3 separate regions of the Zea mays genome follow, and all the other regions are linked to region 1. Evidence: chromatin contacts called from public Hi-C data. All regions are on one chromosome and are shown on one strand. Each heading gives the region's core, a stretch centred on a gene start, on an enhancer-like site or on the middle of the called end of the contact. The rest is flanking DNA. Distances are from core to core; before and after follow the strand shown.

What was found. A called contact is a pair of places that touch in the nucleus more often than the background predicts.
Region 2: a contact with region 1 is called in a Hi-C map of leaf, with 5 times the contacts expected there. The contact joins the promoter of LOC100192940 here to the promoter of LOC100192913 in region 1. A contact is called at or near these places in 4 of 25 Hi-C or Micro-C datasets (bundle sheath, ear, leaf and 1 more).
Region 3: a Hi-C map of ear shows a contact between it and region 1, with 3 times the contacts expected there. The contact joins the enhancer-like site here to the promoter of LOC100192913 in region 1. A contact is called at or near these places in 2 of 25 Hi-C or Micro-C datasets (ear and tassel).

What each region holds. Positions count from the first base shown.
Region 1 is chr3:66,339,681-66,342,207 of Zm-B73-REFERENCE-NAM-5.0, reverse strand. LOC100192913 reads left to right here and starts at 1,269. Exons shown (of 7, transcript XM_020549461.2): 1 at 1,269-1,811. The coding sequence starts at 1,560.
Region 2 is chr3:65,639,138-65,641,664 of Zm-B73-REFERENCE-NAM-5.0, reverse strand. LOC100192940 reads left to right here and starts at 1,265. Exons shown (of 2, transcript NM_001138121.1): 1 at 1,265-1,359; 2 at 1,515-2,527. The coding sequence starts at 1,339.
Region 3 is chr3:65,810,197-65,812,723 of Zm-B73-REFERENCE-NAM-5.0, reverse strand. No RefSeq gene overlaps it. Among protein-coding and RNA genes, the nearest start is that of LOC100193175, 95 kb to the left of the region's middle. Within about 2 kb of position 1,268, at least 18 of the 20 cell types and tissues checked have an H3K27ac peak or open chromatin away from gene starts, as enhancers often do. A contact at or near this core is called in ear and tassel, where this site is marked.

The sequences.
Region 1 (2,527 bases), core at 20-2,519:
TCTAGATTTTTGCTAAGAACATAATTTTGAGCTAAAATATTGAAATTAAGATTCACTTTTTAGTAAGCTCTTCCTCAAAATAATGAAGTTTGATTCTTAATAAATGCCTCTCCTTGAGTCCCCAAGCCTGCATGCCATTTTAGTCTTTTCTTTAGTCTGGTAAGTCTTGTAGAATACTTGCGTACTCATAATTATATCCCACCATGTTGTTGCGGGTAATGGTTTTGTTCTGTTGTGGATAATGCTAAGTGCAGGTGGGCTCGACCTTCTCGTATAAGTATCTCGTTTGTATTTCTTTTCGAGGATTGTCATTTGAGCTAGCATGCAATTCAAACACATAATCGTATTTATATTATTCAAGGATATATTACTTTAAATAAAATTTTTAATCACTCCAAGATTGTACTTTGTAAGCCCTTTGTAATATGAATCAAGCTGCAAAACTTCAGTATGTGATTTATGTTTGCTTAATCTTGTGATCTTGATTGTAAGTTGTTCATCCGAGGCCCCCGTGACACTCGAACATGTTCTTTTAGGGTGTGTTTAGTTGCAATGACAAAACATGACGGGATGGGACGATCTTTCAAATAAGGTTGTTTGGTTCAGAATCAAGAGTTAGGACATGACTATCTCAGTGTTGTCCCCAATTGTCCCTCAAAATTGGAGGGATGAGAGGGGACGCCAGGGGACGTCCCTATCCTGGTTGTCTCGCAACCAAACACACCCTTAAGTTATCTGGTACATATGCATAGCCGTTTGAGGTTTTCGGGACAAAGATAGATGCATGTGGGCCATATAACTTAGGAGGTTCTGCCACGCTTAGACGAAAACAATACTAATTATAGTATAATTACTAGTTGTGTACAGAGTATATTGTAAACTTTTATTGTGAAGGCGTGGGAGTATTCTAGACATTGTATTATGAAACATTGTACCATGATCAACACAAGCCAAGACCTATACAAATACCTTCGATATGTGCTGTTTTTGGTACAAAGTAAATTGTAAATTTTCATGATAAAGATGTGGGAGTACTTCAGACATTGTGTTAGGATTAACGAAGGTCAAAACTTATTATACAAATACTTTTGACGTGTGCTGTTTCTGGATATGAAATCGTTATTCATAATTATTATATCTATAGAAGTGATGCCTGTGTAAATTCCTAGTGCTAGTGCAACGCATTGCGTTTGGCGTGGTCGTAGCACTGCAGAAGCCGGGGCAGGTGTCAACCACTACAACGACGGCCGGACCGCACCTTAATCATAAGTGCGTGCATCAATCACTCTCCGCCAAACGTTAACCAAAGTGGCCGGCCGGCCCTGTTCCATGATGACTGATGCGCTGGCCAGCCCTGGCCCTGTCGTGCGCCTCGTCGTCGGCTGCACCAGGCCTTTTGACTACCAACCACTCTGCAGTCCTCTGCGCTTCTACGCATCCGCCCATCAATTAGCTGACGACAAGGAATCCCACCCCACTCCCGAGAGCAGCGAGGAAGGCGTGTGCTTTCTCTAGTCTGTGCAGTGCAAGCGCCGGAGCCCGCCGCCGCCGGCGCGGCCATGTCCTCCGCCTCGGGCCTCGGCGGGAAGGAGGTCCCCTCCGCCTTCTCCGTGGACCTCGCGGCCGCCGCGCGCCGGCTGCTGCTCTTCCTCCGCGCGGCGCCGGCCGGGGTGGGCCCGCGGTCCGTGCGGAGGTACGAGGAGCTGTGGATGCCGCTCGCGGCGGAGAAAGCAGGCGTAGGAGGAGAGGCGGCGATGCTGGTGCCGCCGCCCGACGTGCACCTCGTCTGGCTCTGCCACTGCTTCCACCATGTCAGCCTTCTTTTATTTCTTGCCACCTTTTCGGTTCTTCATTTATTGCCACCATGTCAGCCAACTTTTATCTCTCGGCGAATCACTCGGCCACTTTATTCATTCGAACGCCTCTCCCTCTGTCACTAAATTGTGGTATTGACTTTTGAGGATTTATTTACATTATAAATTGAGGAAAGATATGTGATAAGACAACTAAACACAGTGATTATGCCCACAACGATCAGTTTCTTGTTCTTACTATCTAGTAGTCTCTGTCCCAAAATAACTTGATGTTCTACATTTGTCTTAAGTCAAACTATCTAAATCTTAATGTTGATAAAAATATGTACACTAGAATACTTGTGTTTACATTACAAAATAAGATCATTAGATTCATCATGTAACATATATTTTCATATTATACCTATTTGTTGTCACAAATGTTGCAAATTTCTCTATAGATGATCACACTTAAATTGCAACCATACACTCCTAGTAGTAGTATAAATTACTGTGCTTACTTGTTTTGGAAATAATTAACTTCAAATGAACCACTTGCTGGACTCCAAAAGGAACTGAGGTGCCGTTTGGTTCAGATGTTGGTAACGTAATGGGTAACCGATAACGTTAAATGATGTTTGTTTAAGTCCAACCGTAATCGAATACCACACTAGAAATGGATACCGGCCTATTCAAACTTGTTACCGCCGTTACTCAAGTTTGAATCATTATCA
Region 2 (2,527 bases), core at 16-2,515, 700 kb after region 1:
ATCAAGGGGTCGGGGAATGTTAGAATTGATCTCCACCAGTTGGCCCAACGTCCAACTGGGCCCTGACCTCGCGCTTTGATTGGGGGCGTCCAACCGTATAAATAGAGATGTGGGAGACCAACGAGAAGCATGAGGTTTGCAGTAGCTACCGTCTCAGTTCCCCACCTCAAACCCTGGCTATCTATAGGGTGGGTTGTTAGCAACGGGAAGTCCACCGCCAATGTCGAACTCGCTTCCCCAACCGTCGCTGCCCTAGCATAGATCTTCGCTGATGAATGTGGAAGCGAGTTTGACATTGGTGGTGGACTACCTGTTGCTAGCAACCCACCCTGTAGATCGGTCTAGGGTTTGAGGTGAAGAACATAGACAGTAGCTACTATGAACCTCGTGCTTCTCGTCGGCCTCTCACCTCTCTATTTATAGGGCTGCGCAACAGGGATCCACTAGCTTCTTCTTGGATTCACTACTGGAATTCGACTCTTTGCCGAGTGTTAAATGTTTTACCGAGTGTTTTCTTTTGGGCACTCGACAAAGAAGCTCTTTGCCAAGTGACAGGCAAAAAATCCTTGGTAAAATAAAACACTCGGCAAAGAAAAAATACTCTTTGTCGAGTGTTTTATTTTTGACACTCAACAAAGAGTTTCTTTGCCTAGTGTTTTTTAACACTCGGCAACACTCGGCAAATAGTGTTTTTTCTTTGCCGAATTTTTTTTTATATACGACAAAGTTTTTGCAGAATGTCTAAAAAGTACTCGATAAAGAATCCTTTAACGATAAAATATTTGTCAAGTGTAACAATTGGCAAAGTTTTTGCCGAGTGCAAAATGGCCTCCCGGTCATAGCATGAGGTAGAACTCAGTTGGACGTTGGGCCAACTGGTGAAGATTAATTCTAAGGCTATCTCCAGCAGTATAATCATCCCAATATACATATTCAAATTCTACTATACGAACAGTATAATCTATATTGTAAAACAGTGTTTTTTTGTTAAACTTTGGGTAGACTACCCAGATGGCCTAAGAGACCAATCATACTCGGTTTCCCAATTATTGCTTCCACGACCGTGGACGTTGACTTCACTAAAAACAAGTCTTTGCTGCCGCTTTTTCTGTGTGATCCGTGTTATTTGCTTACGCGTTAAGTGTAAATTAAATTCGTCGACCACCGTATGCTGAAGCGGCGAAGCTGCTTACAAGTTTCTGCAAGGCTATAGTTTAAACAGCCAACATTCGAGCAGAAGAGACGCAGCTCCATTCCAGGCCCCGCAGCTTCTCCGTTCTCTGTCTGCGTGTGGTCGTCAGTTGCGGAGGTACCACGACCTCGCCAAGTTAAGCTTTGATGGCTGCCAGAGATCCCATGGTATGCACCGTAGTTCGTAAAATCTTAAATTTGCTTGACTTGATGTTTCATTCCAACTTCCATTCAGTTTACTCTGCAATCTTCTTCTAACGATTTGAACACAAATCCAACTTGATCCATTCCTATATAGTAGTAATATTTTCCATGCTCTGTAGGATGCATGGATGAACCGTTACCGTGCTTTCGCGGAAGGAGTGGTGGTGATGGTCTGCCCGGTGCTTCTTGCGATAGCGCTGAAGAAGGTTGACCTGAAGAGCGAAGAGCATGGTGGTGCCGTCCCGACCACCATGCTCGTGGTAGCAGCGGTTACTCTAGTCGCCGGTATTTGCCCCTACCTCGTCTGCTGTCTCTCCAAGAGATTCTTCAATAATAATGGGAGCTCCTCAGGTTCCCCACACGCTGCTACCATGTTGCTGGCACCCTTATCCAGCACATGTTTAGTGGCACTTGCCTGTTGGATCGTACATCTCATCCTAGACAGCTGGGCGTTCCCTGCGGTCGGCGCCCTCGTCGGACTCTGCTCCGCGATTCGTACCGTCATGCACTTCACAACCCGTGCGGGACAAGGAGATGCTGAAATGGAGTACTGCGATAGACTGGAGAGCTCGCTTGATTTCTTGGTTGGTATAACTGCGCTTCTGTTTCTGGGACTGGAAGGCCTCGCTCTGGAGGGTCAGATTAACAGCTCCAGCGGTCGTCTTACCACGCCGATCGGCACAAGCTTCGTTGTCTGTGTTTTTGCTGCGAGCTTAATGCTCGTGGAGACGATGCCTCCACGCAGACTCGTGAGGTATCTGACAGAGACCATTGATATCCTCACGGGTTTTGCCGTCTCCCTGGCTATGTTCTTCATCATGTATCCACTCATGGGACTACGAGCATTGCTTCTGCTAGCAGCTCCGTTCCTGATCCTCATGGCGTATGTCTTCTACGTCGCTATCGGCAAGGATGATGGCAACAACAACCACCAGGTTGCTAGCGCGAACGGCGATGAAGAATCGTCAGGTGTTAGCAGCAGCCGCAGGAGTGGTGCGGCGGCGGACGGTGATAATAAACCAGCGTCGCTTGAACTGACAAAAGTAACATTCGCAGGGTTCCTGGCGGTGTCGATACCAAGCATCAGCAAAGGTTCAGTCACCATTTATTCCGAATGTTTCTTGCACCTTGC
Region 3 (2,527 bases), core at 19-2,518, 530 kb after region 1:
GAATCCCAGACTCGCGCGGGTTTCTCTCTGTTGATTGCGCGAAGATGGTTTTGGAAATCGGGAAACGGGGGAGACGTGGGATGCTGACGGAGAAACAGGGGTTAACAGCATCGTAACTGTGTATATGCTGACCAGGTCTGGTTCAACCAAATATGCATATTGACTAGCCTGGACTTCCTCTATTATTGGAAGCACAGGGCTCTTAATATATAAACTATATATATATATATATATATATATATATATATATATATATATATATATATATATATATATATATATATATATATATATACACACACACGGTATTAAGAGTACAAAATACTTATTTGAGTAATAATCAAATTAATGGCATGGGCATAATGAAGAATCGTGGACAAGTACGTTGCACATTTGCTTGCTTGCATGTCGTAGAAATGCAACTTCACATGCACCGAAGTGTACACATATATAGCTAGTGCACGCGTAGCTTTTTGATGGGAGAGAATTAAACATGTTTTAATCACATAATTAAAGAAAAAAAAAGAGGAAGTCACTTGCCATGCACATAGACTACTGACAACCTGCTACTACCGAAACTTTTTTTTGCATTTTGACCCTTTTTTAGAAAAAAATCACGTTTGGACCCTAGAAAAATTTAATGTTATTTTTGGACTATGTGCTCGGCGTCATAGTCTATGACACCGAAATAACTGTTGTGCTGGTACAATCCGGACGTCGTGGCGCCAACGTGGTACCGAGTTCAGCGTCACAGATCTTGGCGACGAGCTCGGTTGTATAAAAAATTTGGTCGTCCTGCCCTGCATGCATGTGCCGTGTCTATTGTTCCGTGGAAAAAAACGTACGGCTGCTCTTTCTCACATCTCACACCTAAACAAATCCAATGTGGCATGATGAAAAATAGAAAAAAAAAGAAAGAAATGTTGACGCGAAGGCTCGCCTGGTGAAAGCTGTTGGTGAAGGGAACCAGCCAGGGGGTTGCAATGAGTAGATCTTTTGGTGGCGAAATGAAAAGCCACTGGCAAAGGAGCCTCTGAGACCACAAATCATAGTATGTACTGCCAGTACTGGCGTGGCGCCCTTTTTCTTCGATGTAACACTGCCCTACACACCCCTCCTATCATCAGCTGCGTGACAGCCAGCCAGCCCACAGGCCAGCACTCTGTCTCCGATCCACCACTCTCCGATCCACCACTCTCTCCCGAGCGCTCTGTCTGTCCACCTCTCCACTCCACCACTGACACCGACACCCCACCTCGCGCTGGCATGGCATGGAAGCAGAGCAGCGAAACGCACGCCGGCAGCAGACAGTGTGCATGCATGCATGCATGCATGTACCAGACGCGCACTCACGGACGAACGAATAAAGGGATTGGCTGGCGCGACAACGCCAGCGGACACGGCACATGCATGCAGTGGAGGACGGCCGAATTTTTTATACAACCGAGATCCATACCAAGATATGTGCAGCACGACGTCGAGGTTGTGCCAGTATAGCAGGTGTCTCGGTGCCATAAACTATGGTGTCGAGCTGTGTTACATCGGCGCCATAGGCTAGGGCGCCGAGCAAAGAGTAAAAAATTGACATTAAATTTTTCTAGGATCTAAACGTGATTTTTTTCGAAAAAGGGCTAAAATGCAAAAAAAACTCGGCGGCTACTAGCGCGCTTGGTTTTCAAATAGAGAAGACCAAAGTCTGAAGGAAGGAACTGTCAAGTGTCAACCCACGATCTCCATGTTCGTACGAACCTGCTCTTCCAGGCACACCTAGCAAACGCCTGCCTCGTGCCAGGTCTGCGACAACGTGCGTACGACTGCTGCACATCTCTGCACCCCACACACCGGCTCGTTCATCAACGCTGGAGGAGATGGACAGGACCATGGTCGCCGCTCTGCTTAGGTCGCAGCGCTCACCATAGACGTCGCTAGGCTGTCTCACTCTTGCGTTTGCCTCAAGAAACAAAAGGTTGCTGGTGGGTTGCAGAAAGCAATGTTGGGCTGCGGGAGGAGCACCATCAGGCCTCTAAGGCTATCCGCACTCATACAACTCTAAATTTCTACTCTAAATGGAATATCTTGTCCCTGTAAGCGAGATTCTCTACTCTATACCGCAATTCTTCGCAATCATATTTACTCTATATCTCAACCCTATACCAACTACCACATATTATATCATTTATTTTCACCATCACCACAGCATATACAGCCACATCCCATGCCATCCAATCACGTCAGAGACAAAAAGGACAGATTTAGAGTAAAAAGGGACGAACTCTACAGGTAGCGTTCATCGTGCCTTCCGTATGCTTTGCGTGGCTGGTAGGGTCATCCGCTGCAGCAGTTTTTTACTGGATGTGTAGCTGTATGTTCGTAGCGTTTTGTTTAGCGCACGCCACTGCGGACAGCCTAAAGCCCCTTCATCCAGAAATCGCTGCTTCTCCAGACGTCATCGGTAAGAAAATTCTCCAACAAACAACTCTCTAGAGCATACCTTAGAAAGAAATTTGTCCCAGAAACCTCAAAGGCA